2 separate regions of the Sus scrofa genome follow, and region 1 is linked to region 2. The links are chromatin contacts, called in public HiChIP or PLAC-seq maps. All regions are on one chromosome and are shown on one strand. The core of a region is the stretch at or near the end of the contact, and the rest is flanking DNA. Distances in the headings are between cores, read along the strand shown.

What was found. HiChIP or PLAC-seq counts read pairs in DNA pulled down with a chosen protein or histone mark.
Region 1: an H3K27ac HiChIP or PLAC-seq map of skeletal muscle shows a contact between it and region 2. The contact joins two enhancer-like sites. A contact is called at or near these places in 1 of 5 promoter capture datasets (liver), 14 of 47 Hi-C or Micro-C datasets (alveolar macrophages, brain, embryonic fibroblasts and 10 more) and 1 of 2 datasets of contacts at active chromatin or transcription factors (skeletal muscle).

What each region holds. Positions count from the first base shown.
Region 1 is chr3:100,939,762-100,943,509 of Sscrofa11.1, forward strand. The region is part of intron 1 of MAP4K3 (mitogen-activated protein kinase kinase kinase kinase 3); the gene reads left to right. Among named protein-coding and RNA genes, the nearest start is that of MAP4K3, 54 kb to the left of the region's middle. Within about 2 kb of position 1,375, at least 5 of the 83 cell types and tissues checked have an H3K27ac peak or open chromatin away from gene starts, as enhancers often do. A contact at or near this core is called in skeletal muscle, where this site is marked.
Region 2 is chr3:100,635,429-100,638,991 of Sscrofa11.1, forward strand. All of the region lies in intron 4 of TMEM178A (transmembrane protein 178A), which reads right to left. Among named protein-coding and RNA genes, the nearest start is that of THUMPD2, 80 kb to the left of the region's middle. Within about 2 kb of position 1,868, at least 24 of the 83 cell types and tissues checked have an H3K27ac peak or open chromatin away from gene starts, as enhancers often do. A contact at or near this core is called in skeletal muscle, where this site is marked.

The sequences.
Region 1 (3,748 bases), core at 125-2,624, 300 kb after region 2:
GATTGTCTGCTTTGCCTCTGCTTTTCATCTTTTTCATGGAGCTTCTAACCTCCCATCAGGTTATTAACTTAAGTTTCTTATTTCTCAGCCCTTTCATTATTGTTGGCTACTAAGAGTGTACTTCACAAATGCCAAACCTTTTTTTAAAAAAATCATTCTTTTGGAGCTTTTTCATTTGCTGAGATTTGTAGTAAGTCTTTTCTTATAACTGATATCTTATAACTGAGATATCATTGGATAGTCATTATGATTGTGTGTTTCTGTCATGCACAATTTGAGGTAACATACTTAGTGGTTTTGCTATCCTTGCCCTAACCTTTCAGCTAAGTCCTTAAATGTTGTACCAGGCCAATGTAATCAGACCAAGTTTGAAATTATTGGTACAATTAACTGCACAGTCCCTACTGTTGGATAACATCTTCATGGAAATTTGTATTTCCAACATGGATAATTTTTAAAATTTGATTTTACATTAATAATTATTTGCTTTACATAAATGTCATCTAACTAGATGTTTACATGTGATGCACACTCCTACTTGATTTTAAGTGCTTTCTTGCTGTTTTTCCTAAATTCACCTGGTATAGTCCATTTAAAGTAGATTCATGTAGATTTCTCAGTATTTTCCCATATTACCCATATTTTCATAGTCCCTTCACTGAATTAAGATAGTGGAAAACAAAAGCACTAATTTAATCCTCACAACTACAGTGAGGTAGTCTACCTCATTTATTATCTCTATTTTACAGATGAGGAAACTGGCACATGGAAGTTAAAGAACTGCCCAGTATCATATAGGCTACTGAATGTATTGTGTGTATTCCTAATAAATGACAGAGCTGGAATTCAACCTCACAGAACATACCCATAACCACTATGCTATATTATCTTTGTATGTATTTGTTTGCAGCTTAATGGATTCAAATTCCATCTGACTCAAAGGAAGGTCCCTTTCCAGGCCAGATTTAAGAGACTGGGAGGAGGATATTACACCGACCAAGGGAGACAGAAATTCATTGTCCAGTTTCCTTACTTCAGTCCTTAAAAACCTGTGTGAGATTATCACGGGAAACCACAAGCTGTCCCACCAGAATGGGTACCTGAAAATAATACTCATCAGTACTGGTGAGATCACTTTCAGTTATTGTCAATGATCTGGGTTTCCAGCTGCTGCCAGACCTGTCTCTGTTTGGTCTTGTCTTTGGCCTCATAACCACATTCCCCATCTTATTCTCTTATTCTTTTTTCCATAGTCTGCTCTAATGTTTCTTTTTCCCAGCCAAGCTATTACATAACTTATTTGAGGAGATGCTGTCTTGATATTTGGCAGCCTGCGTGAGCTCAGGTCCAGCTCTGTCGGAGAGGATGGCCTTGCTGCATTGTGGTCCTTTCTTGAGGACTGTTCTAGACACCTCTGGAGTGACAGTGCAACAGAAAACATAGCTATTTATCCCTGGAAATAATTGCTCAGCAAATGCAATGTAGGTCTTGTTAATTTTGGCTCTGGACAACCACAAACTGGAAAACGTGGATTAAAGTAGAATTTTAACCATTTACGTCCATTCCCACTAAGTTTCTGTAGTTCATACAGTCACTGTTTCAGGCCTTCTCTAAACAGTATGTCCTTAGAGGCTGACCTGCCTTCTGTTGGCCCCTCTTTTCAGTTTATCCTCTGATATCACCAAAGTGTAATTGAAACAAAAGCCCAGTAATAACAGAAGCAAATGAGATGTGATTAAAGGGTTTTGGAAACAGGAGAAATGTGGAAAAAATGATATTCATATTCTTTATCCTATAATAATGAATTTTTAGTGAAAGAAGGAAAAATAGAAAAATTTTATATAATTGGACAAATGTTTCTTAAATCATTGCTTGGAGTACTTTGTGAAGGTAACACTCATAGATTTCATGAAACTGAATTGGTTTGTCTTATAAATATATCTGAGTTTGGAATTTTGTGTCAGAAAAGCATACGTATGTCCTAATATCACTGATTGGGGTGAGAGATATACATCCAGCACTCAAATGTGGGCACATATTCCAGTAATTTGTTCACTCATTCTAGATCTAAACAGATTTTTAAATTTAAAAGATGAAGATAAAGTTGGCTGTTACATTGCCTTTTTTTTTTATGATGGGTAGATTCTGATTTTTACAGGCAAAAATGGGATTCTCAAATGAATAGGTGCTAGTTTTCATGATTGATGTATTTAAAGGGTATATTCTTTTTTGTAAAATAGAAATTATCTTTTTTTTTTTTTTTTTTGGTCTTTTTGCCATTTCTTTTTTTTTTTTTTTTTGGTCTTTTTGCTATTTCTTTGGGCCGCTCCCGCGGCATATGGAGGTTCCCAGGCCAGGGGTTGAATCGGAGCTGTAGCTTCCAGCCTATGCCAGAGCCACGGCAACGCAGGATCCGAGCCGCGTCTGCAACCTACACCACAGCTCACGGCAACGCCGGATCGTTAACCCGCTGAGCAAGGGCAGGGACCGAACCCGCAACCTCATGGTTCCTAGTCGGATTTGTCAACCACTGCGCCACAACGGGAACTCCTTTTTGCCATTTCTTGGGCCGCTCCTGCGGCATATGGAGGTTCCCAGGCTAGGGGTCGAATCGGAGCCCTAGCTGCCGGCCTACGCCAGAGCCACAGCAACGTGGAATCCAAGCCACGTCTGCCACCTACACCACAGCTCACGGCAACACCAGATCCTTAACCCACTGAGCGAGGCCAGGGATCGAACCCACAACCTCATGGTTCCTAGTCGGATTCATTAACCACTGAGCCACGATGGGAACTCCAGATAAAAATTATCTTAAACATATTTAAAAATAAACAGAAGGCGTCTAGTAAGATAAAGATCTTATTAGATAGATTTTTATGTGTTTTTATAATTAATCTGTACCACCAGTTATATGAATAAATATTCTATTTATTTAACATGGTATTTGCCACCAGTCATTTTTCATGTTTTATTTTTGTATTTGCTTTATTCATAGGTGAATTCCACAGTGCTTTAATTAAAATACATTTCCTAACAAGCTCACTTACCAGCTTTTCTAACCCAGAGCACATTAGGAGGTAGGCATGCCCTAAGTACACTGACAGTGAGAAGTACTACCACAGACCACCTGACAAGAGAGGGAGAAACCAAAACCCATCAAATTCAACTAGCTGAGCAGTCGTATTTATTTGGAGAAGTGCATCTAACCCTTAGATTGTGGATACCTTTGGTATATCTTATGGAAGCTGTGGACTTTCTTCCCAGAAAGATTTACAAACATATATCTGTTTACATTTAGTGTTAGAGGGTTCTTGGGTTTCCTAAAACCCATCCTTGGGCCTCAGGTTAAGAATCCATGATTTAGTAAAGGGGTAAATAGCTTTATGTACCTCAGTAGCCTTTAAGAGCATCAACTTATGACAGTTCATAGATAACTGACACTAAGTTTGCAGAAAAATGTTAAAATTTGTACCGCACAATTAGTATACAATATTTCTTCTTCGAATTAAAAAAAATATATATTTTCCAGACTTCCTGTCATGGCTCAGGGGTTAGCGAACCCGACTAGCATCCATGAGGACACAGGTTCGATCCCTGGCCTCATTCGGTGGATTAAGGATCTGGTGTTGCCTTGAGCTGTGGTGTAGGTCACAGATGTGGCTCAGATCCCACGTTGCTATCTATGGCTATGGTGTAGGCTGGCAGCTAGAGCTCTGATTCGACCCCTACCCTGGGAACCTCTATATAC
Region 2 (3,563 bases), core at 618-3,117:
AATATGGGTTAAATGAGAACTTCCTGGAAAGATACAAACTACCAAAACTGACTCAAGAAGAAATAGAACAGGTGACTAGAGCTATATCCCTTAAAGAGCCTGAGTTAGCAATTAACTTGTAAAAAAATTTTCCATAAAGAAAAGTCCAGGACCAGATGGCTTCACTGGTGAATTTTAAATTAACAATGTTTCAAAAACTTTTCAAAAAAAAAAAAATAGAAGAGGATAAAACAATTCCCAAGTCACTATATGAGGCCAGTAATGTTCTGATCCAAAAAAACACAAAGGCATCATAAGAAAAGAATATTAGAAAATATTTTTTATGAATATGTATTCAGAAGTCCTCAAAAAAGTACTAGCAATCTGAATTCAGGAACATATGTAAAGTATTGTACATCATGACCAAATGAGAATTATGCCAGGAATGTAAGGCTGATTCAAGATATGAAGATGAATTAATATAATATACCTTATTGATAGACTAAAGCACAAAAACCACAAAATCATCTCACAGATGCATTAAAAAAGCATTTGACAAATCCTTTTGATTCTCACCAAAATCCCCTATGAGCTGGATATAAAAATAGGTCTTATTAGCTAATGGAATTAGGTAGGTAGAAAAAATCTGAAGTTCAGAGAGGCTAAGTAACTAGCCCAAGCCCACAGTGCAAAGTAATAACCAAACTTCAACACATATGCTATTACCCAAACTTTACATAATGCTCACTCAGGAAATTTAGAGATCCTTAATCTTTCAGAACTGCATTTTATTCTGTGGGTAGTGAGAACAGCAGTTATAAAATGAACTGTCAGTTTGAAGTGAAAAACAAATTTTTTCAGTTTAGTACAAACATATGCTCTTTTGGAAACAAAGCTGATACCTAATTGAGGTTTCTGCCTGTAATTATCCATGTTCTTCAGTACATGTTAAATACTGGACTGGTTCATGGCTGACTCAGTGGCTTTGTCCTACCTGCATCTCAGATGGGCTGAGATGGGGTATGGACTGGGGAGAAATTCTTCTCTCGGACGCAGACCAACTCCTGTGCTAGGGAAATGTGTGGTCCCTTTTACATTATTGCTAATATTCTCAGAGCCCATCTCCTCCTCTGCCCCTTGCTGGGAACAGCCCTGATCCCAGTGGGCAGAGAAGAGTAGCAGAAAGGAGGCAGGCAGCCAGCCCAGTGCTCTCCTGCTCCCCCAGGAGAGCCCCACATGTGCCAGGAATGAGGTAAGCTGTGCACACATCACCCAATTACCTTTCCTTCCGCACTAGGCTCCCAGGCTAAATTTAAATGGCCAAGAACTCTGAAATGAGAAGAAAAAAGAGGTGGGGAGAATGCCAAGGTCTGGACTGGAAGGTAACAAGCATTGACCCCCAAATCCCAAAGACTGGGAATCTGGTGGTGAACCCACGGCATCTCCCTTGAGTTTGTGGGGGAAAAAAAAGAAGAAAATTGCTTTACAGCCCTGGAGCTCCACTCCCTTGCAAAGTGATTAGAGCCTTCAGGCAGAATTAGAAGAGAAAGATGGTGTAAAGGACAGATCAGCAGTAGTGTCAGAGTCCTGCCGTTAGCTGTTTCATTTCCTTATTCTTAAGCACTTGTTCCACTGCCACAGCAGAAAGTCAAACAGATTCGAAAAGTCTATTATTAAGTGTTGGCTTCCTACAGTACGCACATAAAACTGACAAAGGAAAGCTTGACAAAAATCACACAGGAAAAGACTTGTAGTCCCTGGATGGCTTGCCCGAGACAAATGAAGTCCTTTTGGTCAAAAGACAAGAATACGTATATATACAGACGGCAGTAATGTATGTAACAGAAGTTCCATGCGAGGTTCTGTTTGGGAGTGATGCTGTGAGAATCCACAAGGAGGCATGAGATTCAAATCTTTCCAAAGCCATGCCTGTGAACTTGGAAATGAACTGGCTTTCCGGGGTTGAGCGAGTCTGGCTCTCAGAAAAGGAACACAAAAGGCATGAGCTCACAGCACCAGATGGCATCACGCAATGGGGGGAAGAGACACGCGGGGGGTGGAGGGGGACAACTTGTGGTCTATATTTAGTGATTAATTAGCTTCTTAAAGGGCCAAGGAAAGTCACTTTAACGATGATATAAACCACAGAATAAGATATATAAAGATGGCTTGCACAGGGGTTAAAAATGGGGTGCCTGGACTGGCGAACTTCTGTTGTTTCTGTTGCTTAGAGAAATGAATCAAATGCTAAGTTACAGAAACCCACACTCAAGGTTAAATGAGGGAGAAAAGTGAGAAAGAGCAGAAGAGGCTGTAAAGAGTTGTTAGAATCCATCAACGATGAGTCTATGCCATGGCTAAAGGCCTTGCAGTCAGCCAGGCTTGGATTGGAAGCCCAGATGCGTGACTTTTGGCAAGTTACTTAACCTCTCTGAGCCTCAGTTCCCTAATCTATACAAGAGGAGGGAATAATGGCAGATACCTTAGGGGGTTATTGTGAGGAAAGAAAGAGATGTAGCACAGGATGTGGCCCGCTCTGAGCACTCAATACATGGCAGCACTGGATTATGAGTTATCTCTCGGCAACTGCCCACATTCACCAACAGAACCATTGCCACAGGCTAGGAGTCTGAACTCTAAATAGGCATCGAAGATCCCTGAAGATAAAATAGACACATGAAACTGCCTGAACAACAGTCTGAACAGTGGCCCTCATGTTTCCTCTCCATTCTCACCACCCCTCAAGACTCCTACTAAAGAGTCTTCACTTCACTCCTAAACAGCTGGCCAACTGGCCTCCTTGCCTCTCTTTTTCCACCATCCCCCCCACCCCCACCCTGCTCTTAGATAAATCTGCAGTGTGACGATCTGGGGCCTCTGGAGCCTCAGTTGCCCATATGCAATGCAGAATATGAGCACCTTTAAGATTTGGGCTGTATCTACCCGCCTTTTACAGAATCATGAACTTAGTACATTTCTTTGAATTGGTAACTGGAAGCGGGACACCCCTTTACCTGACATCATGGAACACTGCACTTTTTTTTTCTTTTTCTTTTTAGGGTGTCAGTTGTGGCCTAGGGAAGTTCCCTGGCTGGGGTCAAAACAGAGCTGCAGCTTCAGGCCTAGCCACAACCACAGCAAAGTGGGATCCAAGCCACATATGAGACCTGTACCGCAGCTTGCAGTAATGCTGGATCCTTAACCCATTGACTAAGGCCAGGGATCCAACCCACATCCTCAAGGACACTAGTCAGTTCTTAGCCACAACAGAACCTCTGATATATTTATTTTATTTTTTTTAATTTTATTTATTTTTCTAAGGGACATACCCATGGCATATAAAGGTTCCCAGTCTAGGGGTCCAGTTGGAGCTGCAACTGCCGGCGTACACCTCAGCCACAGCAACACGGGATCCAAGCCACGTCTTCGACCTACACCACAGCTCACGCAATGCTGGATCCTTAACCCACTGATCAAGGCCAGGGATTGAACCCACATCCTCATGGATAATAGTCAGGTTCATTAACTGCTGAGCCACCACAGGAACTCCCCCAAAGTATTTATTTTAGAATTACGTATTTATT